Regions from separate parts of the Mus musculus genome. Here regions 1 and 2 are each linked to region 3. Evidence: chromatin contacts called from public Hi-C and capture Hi-C data. All regions are on one chromosome and are shown on one strand. Each heading gives the region's core, a stretch centred on a gene start, on an enhancer-like site or on the middle of the called end of the contact. The rest is flanking DNA. Distances are from core to core; before and after follow the strand shown.

The links. A called contact is a pair of places that touch in the nucleus more often than the background predicts. Capture Hi-C pulls out chosen DNA fragments and counts their contacts.
Region 1: a contact with region 3 is called in a capture Hi-C map of macrophages, with 2.7 times the contacts expected there. The contact joins the promoter of Gbp5 here to the promoter of Gtf2b in region 3. A contact is called at or near these places in 15 of 39 promoter capture datasets (the 3T3-L1 cell line, 3T3-L1-derived adipocytes, the C10 cell line and 8 more), 1 of 15 datasets of contacts at CTCF or cohesin (embryonic stem cells), 14 of 484 Hi-C or Micro-C datasets (B cells, the BV-2 cell line, CD4 T cells and 7 more), 3 of 115 datasets of contacts at active chromatin or transcription factors (bone marrow-derived macrophages, effector CD8 T cells and memory CD8 T cells) and 3 of 9 other capture datasets (adipose tissue, liver and macrophages).
Region 2: a Hi-C map of olfactory sensory neurons shows a contact between it and region 3, with 1.8 times the contacts expected there. The contact joins the enhancer-like site here to the promoter of Gtf2b in region 3. A contact is called at or near these places in 3 of 39 promoter capture datasets (the C10 cell line, the HPC-7 cell line and embryonic stem cells) and 3 of 484 Hi-C or Micro-C datasets (embryonic stem cells, granulosa cells and olfactory sensory neurons).

Annotation. Positions count from the first base shown.
Region 1 is chr3:142,495,502-142,498,201 of GRCm38.p6, reverse strand. It overlaps Gbp5 (guanylate binding protein 5), which reads right to left and starts at 1,268. Exons shown (of 11, transcript NM_153564.2): 1 at 1,207-1,268.
Region 2 is chr3:143,114,442-143,117,343 of GRCm38.p6, reverse strand. No RefSeq gene overlaps it. Among named protein-coding and RNA genes, the nearest start is that of 4930519L02Rik, 85 kb to the right of the region's middle. Within about 2 kb of position 1,598, at least 4 of the 459 cell types and tissues checked have an H3K27ac peak or open chromatin away from gene starts, as enhancers often do. A contact at or near this core is called in olfactory sensory neurons, where this site is marked.
Region 3 is chr3:142,763,951-142,766,650 of GRCm38.p6, reverse strand. Gtf2b (general transcription factor IIB) reads right to left here and starts at 1,404. Exons shown (of 7, transcript NM_145546.1): 1 at 1,363-1,404. The coding sequence starts at 1,379.

The DNA.
Region 1 (2,700 bases), core at 19-2,518, 270 kb after region 3:
AGATATTGGCTCAGTGACTAAGAGCACTTGAGGCTCTTGTAGACCTGGATTTTGTTCCCTTAACCCATACCAGGTGGCTCACAACTACCTATAACACCAGTCCTGGGGGACTAAAATACACTCAGGCACACACATAAATAAAATAATTATAAAAAAAAAGAAGAGAAGAGAAGAGAAGAGAAGAGAAGAGAAGAGAAGAGAAGAGAAGAGAAGAGAAGAGAAGAGAAGAGAAGAAGAGAAATGTTCACACAAGGGGAGGACTGTAGGGAAGAAGGTCACCAAGAAATCTGAAAGTACTGAAAGGTGCTGGAGATGAACTTCTGGTGTTTGCTCAGTTTTTGCGTTTATATTCTTATCTGTTCTTTAAGTATGATATGCATGAGGCACGGGACACAGCAAGAAGTCAAAAGAGTTCCCAGGAGCGATCCGCATAGCCAGACCATACCGGCCAAATAGGTCATTTTTTGATTCGTCAACATATAAAGGTAGAGACAATATTGTAGCAGAGACAGAATCCAACACAAATGGGGTTTAAAAGTGAGTGACTGCCCAGGAAAAGCAAACACGGAACCTTTAAGAGATGGCAGTGCAGCGAAAATGCTCACTGCTGTCAGCAAACCTCTTCCTGTGTGCCTTGGAGTTCTCTCTCTCTCTCTCTCTCTCTCTCTCTCTCTCTCTCTCTCTCTCTCTCTCTCTCTCTCTCGCAGCTCTGGCTGTGAATTTGTCCCAAGCTCCAATGAGGACAAGCATCGGCCCACATATAGAGCCTTGCTGTCTGGGAATTCACTTCCCGACAATGGGAGCGCTGGTTAGAGCCCCAGTCTCAGACCTTTTACTGCGCAGCTCATGCTCTGCTATATTGTTCATGCAAACAGTATGGTTGCCTGCTATTCTGGAGGTGATTCTGTTCTAAACAGCAACTAGGGATGCCAAGAAGTTAGAACAAGCGGAGATAAACAGTTGGAAGTCATTTCTACCTTTCAGTTTAATCTCTTCACACTCTGCCCTCTCATTAACAGGAAACAATAACGGCACTGAATAAACACTCGGACTGCTGGACAAGGAATTCTGCTTCTCTGAGAACACTGCTGTTTAATCTCTAATGGGGCTGAGCCAGCATCCAGGCTAGGATGCATCCCATCCTGGATAAAGTAGTCTAAAAAATAATTCCTAACAGTCTCTTCCCACCCCTGCTCCAGGTCTTACCTTAAGAAAAACTGAAGAGCGGGAGCAGGGGCCAGTAAGAACACTGCTTCAAACGGGACTCTGCAAGAGGACAAACTCGTTGCACCCTTATTTATCTGTGCTTGGTTCTGAGAAATAACGGCCAGCCCTGGGAATTTCCTTTCCTCTCCCAGAGAGCTGGGAGAGAACTTGATTATGAAACGCAAGAACAGGAATCTGCAAAAGGGTTCTCTAAACTGAAATTGAAACTACACAAGTTCAGACTGTATAGTTGAAGGGGATTTTCAAAAGCAGAAGGCTTGAATGTCACTGAACTAATTTCCCAGAAGTTGCCCACAATCTGAAAGAGAACGTTGACATCGTTTGTCATTGTTTCAAGCGCTGTTTATTTTATTCCTTTGAACGAGGGTGATAATTTTTATGGTTTTGAATCACAATTGTTTTGAAGGGAAACCTCACGTACTATTTGAAGACTCATTTCTTACAATTGTCTCTGCATCCACTTAGGATAAAAGTTGTTTTCATTGGTAGTAGGTTAAACAAGGAACTCAGGGTGTCATGTTGTGGACTCTTGAATCCCATATATAAAAGAAATAAAGAACAGAATTAGGAAAACTGAGGATAACTTTTTTGGAGTTGGAGAGAGGAAAAAATTAGCAGAGCAGACAAACCGTACAGGAAACCAGAAAGGAGAGATTGCAAAGGAAAAGAAAGCTAATCACGCTTGCTGGGTTAGAGACTGCACCAGCAAGCTGACTCAGTCACAGAAAGGCTGTAAGCAGCTGCTTTAATCTTATACTGTTTGGTGCCGTTTGGAACATCTGCTGATGATGTGACCCAAGTCCGATTCTTCTGAGCAAAACTCAAGCCACTGAGTGGGTTAAACTAATTTTTTAAAATAGGTCAATAAAATAGCTATGCTTTACCAAGAAGAAATAGCCTTCCCTTAACGGAGCTTCAAGAAAGATCTTCTATCTCACTTGTCTAGAATTCAAGCCAAAATAATATGTTAACAAGTCCTGGAGATGACGCTGTCACTACTGGGACAAGGAAACTCAGGAAATGTCTGGTCATATGTAGCCAATAAAGATCAGTTATATAGAAGCTGAATGTTGTACATGGATATTTGCGGACTTTGTTCTGACGCTCTCTGGAGTCTAACTCTCCTAAAAGGAAGCATACTCGCTTTAGACTGCACTTGCCTGTAAGCTTGACAGAAATAGCATTTGACTTTATGGTGGGTACCGCCTATACTGGTGACTTTGGGTAAAATAACCTAACCGTTATCACAATAACAACTGTATTGATCCATGCGCATTGGATGGCCTTCCACTCCAGTGTCTTCTTTGGTTCGTTGGTTGGTTGGTTGGTTGGTTTTGTTTTTATTATATCAGTTTTTCAAAAAATATTGTTTTTTCTGTGGGATTCCTTTACCAGACTTCCTTTCCATGGACTCGATCACTTCTCCAGACAGGCTAATCTCTGACTGACTTGAGCATGCAGCCTCGGAGTACC
Region 2 (2,902 bases), core at 349-2,848, 350 kb before region 3:
TGTGGCCATTGGGTCAGATTCTTGAGCACATATGAAGGTTTCCAATTGAGTCCTAACCCTACCACTTCTTGATTACTTTTTATAAAATATGAGACTGTATTGTGGCCATAGCAAAAAGATAAAATCATCTCAGATACACACAAGCACTTGGTTGATGGTACAAACAAGCTGTAGTCTCCTGGTTGTAGCACTGTGTGGAACCAAGGCTCTACACTGATGCACATTTGGGGAAGTTCGAGGGAGAAACGCATGCATAGGAACATACTAACCTTCACTTTGCAAAATGGGAAGGGGCAGATCAAAATGCCTCATAGCTACCTAGAGAACATTATCAGACCATCCCTTCACTCAGATGCGAGCTTGACGGCAAGAGAAAGCACTATTCAAATAAAAAAATTATAAGTCTATATTCTCAAAGCATTTCAAGGCCTCTGACATCCAACCATGCTACAAGAACTAAAAAACTCACAATTTCTACATGCCTGCATGAGTATCATTTTTTCATATAATGTTTTAAATAATATCTAGTATTCCAGCACAAAACTAGTGCTTTTCAAAATGTGCCTAAAGAAACTCTGCACAGGGTCTGGTGAGATGGTTTATTGAATAAAGACGCTTGCTGTCAAGCCTGACTTCCTGAGTTCAATTCCTAGGTCTCACAGAAGAAGGAAAATACGGACTCCAACTCCCTCTGACATCAACACATACACCATGGAATATGCATGCACACACACACATATGCACACACACACTAAAATGTCATTTAAAAACAAAACAAAACAATGACCTCTGTGACATAAGTATACCTCTGCAGTTCCCATGTGCCACGCTTGCCAGAGTAAACCACACTGGTATTGAGGGTGTGACCTTCTCCACAGGACCCCAGAAGGTGTATGTAGATCTTTGAAGACTGAAAGTTAAAATTTATTCTAGAACCTGATATATCTGTAATCAAAAATACTCAACTAACAGAAAATAAGAAAAATATGCATGTGATTTTAGGCTAGGCAAAACATTCTTAAAGAAGACATATTTTAAACAAAAAAAAATCAAAAAATTAGAGTCATCTTACACAGGTAGGATGCCTCTTCCTCACAACTACATAAAAATAATCAAACACTTGTTTCTGTTATTCGTTTTCCCTTACTTATTTACTCATCAGATCTTTGATGTGTGTATTTATAAATTTTAAGTCATTAAACATTGGTTTGTAAATATGTTCCCAGTGACGATTGGGTAGCTGTGACAGTTAGTGTTAACTGTTGACTTGACAGAATATAGAATCTGTTGGGACGTAGATATCTGCCAATACCCAGGGCAAATCATCTTGAGAGCGTTACTTGATTTCGGAAGTCCCATTTAGTTGTGGGCAGGCCCATATCCACAGCTCTCCTCACTGCGGATGAGATGTGGTCAGCTACTCCAATTTCCTGATGCCTTGATTTCCCCACCAGAATGGACGGTCCACTCAAATTGTGAGAGGAAATAAAAAGAAACTAAGACAGTACCATTTCACAGGGTTTAGTGAGCTAGAGAATATAATAACAATAAAGCAATTCAAAAGGTTGCCAGAGAAACAGTTCCTGTTTCTAGACTATGCAGTCCCTGAGGATTCCCTGCATGTGCTCCTGAACTCCCACGAGTCATGCAGCAATCCGCTCACTGAGGCTGCTTCTTACATGGCTGGCTTGGATTTCTTTGCGATCCTTCTGTTTGGGGTTAACTCTTTTTGTAAGTTTTATTCATTTTCTGCTTTTGCCAAACCTGAGAAAAGTTCATCCATATTTTTCCTTCTTCTCTTTCCAGGGCCTGGCTTAACCAATGGGTAGGTGTTAGAATTCCAAGGTCCCCATGGCTCTGCATACTATTTTAAATCTAAGATAAATGAGTAATTCTTTATTAATTAATTTATTTATTCACTTACCTCCCAATCGCTGCCCCTGCCCCTACCGAAGTTCAAAATCTCTCCCCTCAGCACCCCTCCCTTCTCCCCAGCAAAGGGGAAGTTCCTGTCAGGTACCACACAACCCTGGGACATCCATTTGCAGTAGGACTAAGCTCATCCTCTCCCACTGAGGCCCAACCAGGCAGTCCAGTTAGGGCAAGGGCAATTTCCAGTAGAGGGAAGAAGACATTGACACCCCTAAAAAATTCTTCAACCCAAAATTTGCTCTGCCCACAAGATGCTCAGGAATCAAAATGGAGCAGAGATTGAGAAAAAAAAAAGCCAACCAACAAATGGCCCAACTTGAGACACATCACATCAGTCAATCTCTGACACCATTAATGATCCTCTGCTATGCTTGCAGACAGGAACCTAGCATAAGTATCTCCTGGGGGGCTTCATTCAGCCATGGATGGAAAGAGATGTAGAGACGCACAGCCAAACATCAGGCCACAGGGCTTGAGAGTCGTGGAGAAGAGTCAGAGGCAGAATTGAACAAGTTGAAGAGGTTAAGGACACCACAAGAAGACTTACAGGGTCAACTCACCTGGGTCATGGGGGCTCACAGAGACTGAACCATCAACCAAAGAGCACGCAGAGGATGGACCTAAGGCTCCTATATGTATGTAGCAGCTTTGTCTTCATGTGGGTCCCCTACCAATTGGAGCGGAGGCTGTCTCTGACTCTGTTCTACTTTCATGTTCACTAAATCATTGGACTTTTCATTCCAGCATTTAATTTTGGTGGCTTCAATTCTCAGTTCCAGCACTGACCTTTGGTTTTTTTAGACCTTTCTCACCCTCACCCCTTTTAAGTATGTGAGATGATTATTATTGATCCTTCAATACCCTTGTCAGTTGATTCCCATCGCTATTCCATTCTGCCACTATCTTCTGCTCATCCCCTTTCAATGCGCAAGTTGAGTTCTTCCTGGTTCTCCATAGCACAAGTGATTTC
Region 3 (2,700 bases), core at 155-2,654:
TGGATGAGGGCCGGGCAGATCTACAACCCCACAGTTTTCAAGGTGGAGACAGAAGATTCGAGACCACTAACTCAAAATCAAACACTAGCTGTCCAGAAAAGAAATTAATTTCAAGGGATTTTTTTAAGTGAAGAAAAGTTTAAAAACTGTAACCAGTGATTTTACTATGTGTACTATTTAAACACTACAACTTGTGTTTCAAGAATACAGGAGTTCCTTTTCCCTAAGATGGTAAGCTGTGCCTACATATGAACACATCACCCATGGGAAATTTCAATAGTATTTGGGGAAGCTGAAGGTTCCTATGTCGCTACAAGGAAGCCTTACGTGACAAAACCACACCCAGATGGAATGATTAAATCATAATTAATCTAATTAAATCATAAAATCAGTAAACAAGATTGCCCATTGCTTCCACGCAAGAAGTTCACGAGGCTTCCTATGCCCACCTCCCACTTTTTATAATAAACAGCAGACTTGGAGGTTCCCAGAAAGGCCAAGTTTCTGTAAATAATGGCTTCCCCCGGTGACGTTTACCAATTCCACACATAGTAACCACCTCCGAAAAAAAAAAAAAAGTGCCAAAAGAACAGAACTTAATTTGATACTTTCTGTACATTCTGTGTTAACTGGAGACCAGTGGACGGATAATCAGAATAGGTATAGTGGCCCGCGAAAGGTCAACACGCTGGCATGACTCAGTTTACACATATGCCAGTATACTAATATCTACCTCATAGTGGTTACAAGAGATATAATTAGGGTCTGCAAAGCATTTTGGAGGTCACAAGATTAAAGGCTGTCTCTGCGGTCACAACACGCATTTCCTGTAGATATTAAGCAAACTACGTTTTAAAAATACATTTAAAATGACTTCCAGCATATGTAATTAATTTTCTGCAGACAGCATCTCCTTCAGAGTACGCAATGATACTTTTCGGGGTGGGGACAGGGGGTCTTTTAGGAGAATGAATCAAGTCTCCGTATGTGCTTTCGTTTCCACTTCTGGGGGGGCCATTGGGCTAGCGACCCTTTGCCACCAGACAACCAATGCTGACGTTTCTCAACTTTGCGGTTGTCAGATCGATAGGGACCTGGAACGTCGCTTTTCCAGCTCTTCGGAAACGGGGTTTCAGCCCCCTCCGGCTGGATGGGCCGTAAGGGAGAAAATACACAGAAAACATCAACATGACACAAAGACGGTTGAAGGGTCCGGAGACGGAGGCCGGGGCCGTGCGGATCCGCAGGGTCAAACCCGGGCGGCGATGACTCAGGTGGGTAAGGGACACCCGCGGCGGCCTTCTGGAGGAACCTGGGCCCCGCGATGCCCTGCTCCACTCGCTCCGAGGCCGTTGCACTCACCGGCTGGTCGACGCCATCTTCGCGGCTCCGCCAACAGCTCCGTCCGAAGCAGGAAGCAGCACTGGCTCCTAGACGCCCCGAGCCGGGCTTTTATGCGCGAGTCGCTCGCGCGCACTCCGCGCGGCTACGGGTCGGGAGGAGGGCTAAAAAGCGCTCGGTCCTTGACGACGCGGGCTGTGTACTTCCTGGTTGTCTCCGCTGCTGCTGCGTGGCTCCCGGCTGCTGGTTGATTGGCAAAATCTTCAAAGCCTGGCGGGATAGCACACCCCTTTGATCTCCGGAGGCAGAGGCTGGAGGATCTCTGTGAGTTTAGAGGAACCTGATCCACACAGGGTGCTCCAGAACAGCCAGGAGGAGGGAGAGAGAGATAAAGAGAGAGAGACAGACAGACAGACAGACACAGACACACACAGTCTCAAACAAATCAAAACAAAAAATCAACCCAAGAAGACTCAGAATGTGCTGCGCCTGAGCTAGCTCTCAAACAGAGGAAATTAAAATGGGAGTTGCCTCCTCGGGTGATACTCTCAAGTATTCCTGCACCAAGAAGGTAGGAGGATCTGGAGTTAGACCTCGTCTCAAACAAAAAACACCTTTAAATAAACAAACACACAAAATAACCAACACACAAGGAAACCAGGTTGGTTGAAAGGGGCAAAGCGCTCGCACCAAATTCCTTTCCTTTATTTTCAAGTCAGTTTTCCCTATCTGATTGAATGTCTCATTTGCCCTGACTAAAGAATTTGGAATAAAAAGAGAAATTAGTTGTTGTCTTCAGGAGTAGGTATCAATTCAAGCTCTGTCATTGGCCAACATGATTCAAAGTTCCTACATGTCCTTTATCTCAACAGTGTAGGCATGGAGGGTATCTGGCTCACAAACCCTTCTAGAATTGCAAGAGACAGCCCTGCTATGACCCATGTTGTTGTTGTTCCCCAATCATCATCGAATATTTGACTGAAAACCGAGTATAGGAAATGTAATAAAACAGCTAACGTCTATACAAGGGCCTCACAAGGCAGGTCTTGGGGGTCACCCTTGTAATTCTAGAAGTTAGGGTGCAGAGGTGGGAGGTCATGAATCCCAAGCCAGCCTGACCTGCAGAACAAGACCTTGTCTCAGCTCCCGTCCTCTTACCTTAAGGCAACAGTGCTACTTTCTTGTAAATAAACCATTCCCAACAAAGTCTGAATTAAGGTAACTGCAAGTTGGGTGTCTTCCACTGAGATGAAAACTCAGTAAGCATTTTATTTGTTAATGGAAATCAAATGCCATTAAGCAGACATTTGTTGAAGTGGGAATTTCTGGTTTTGTTAGGGACTCAGTTGTATCATGTGA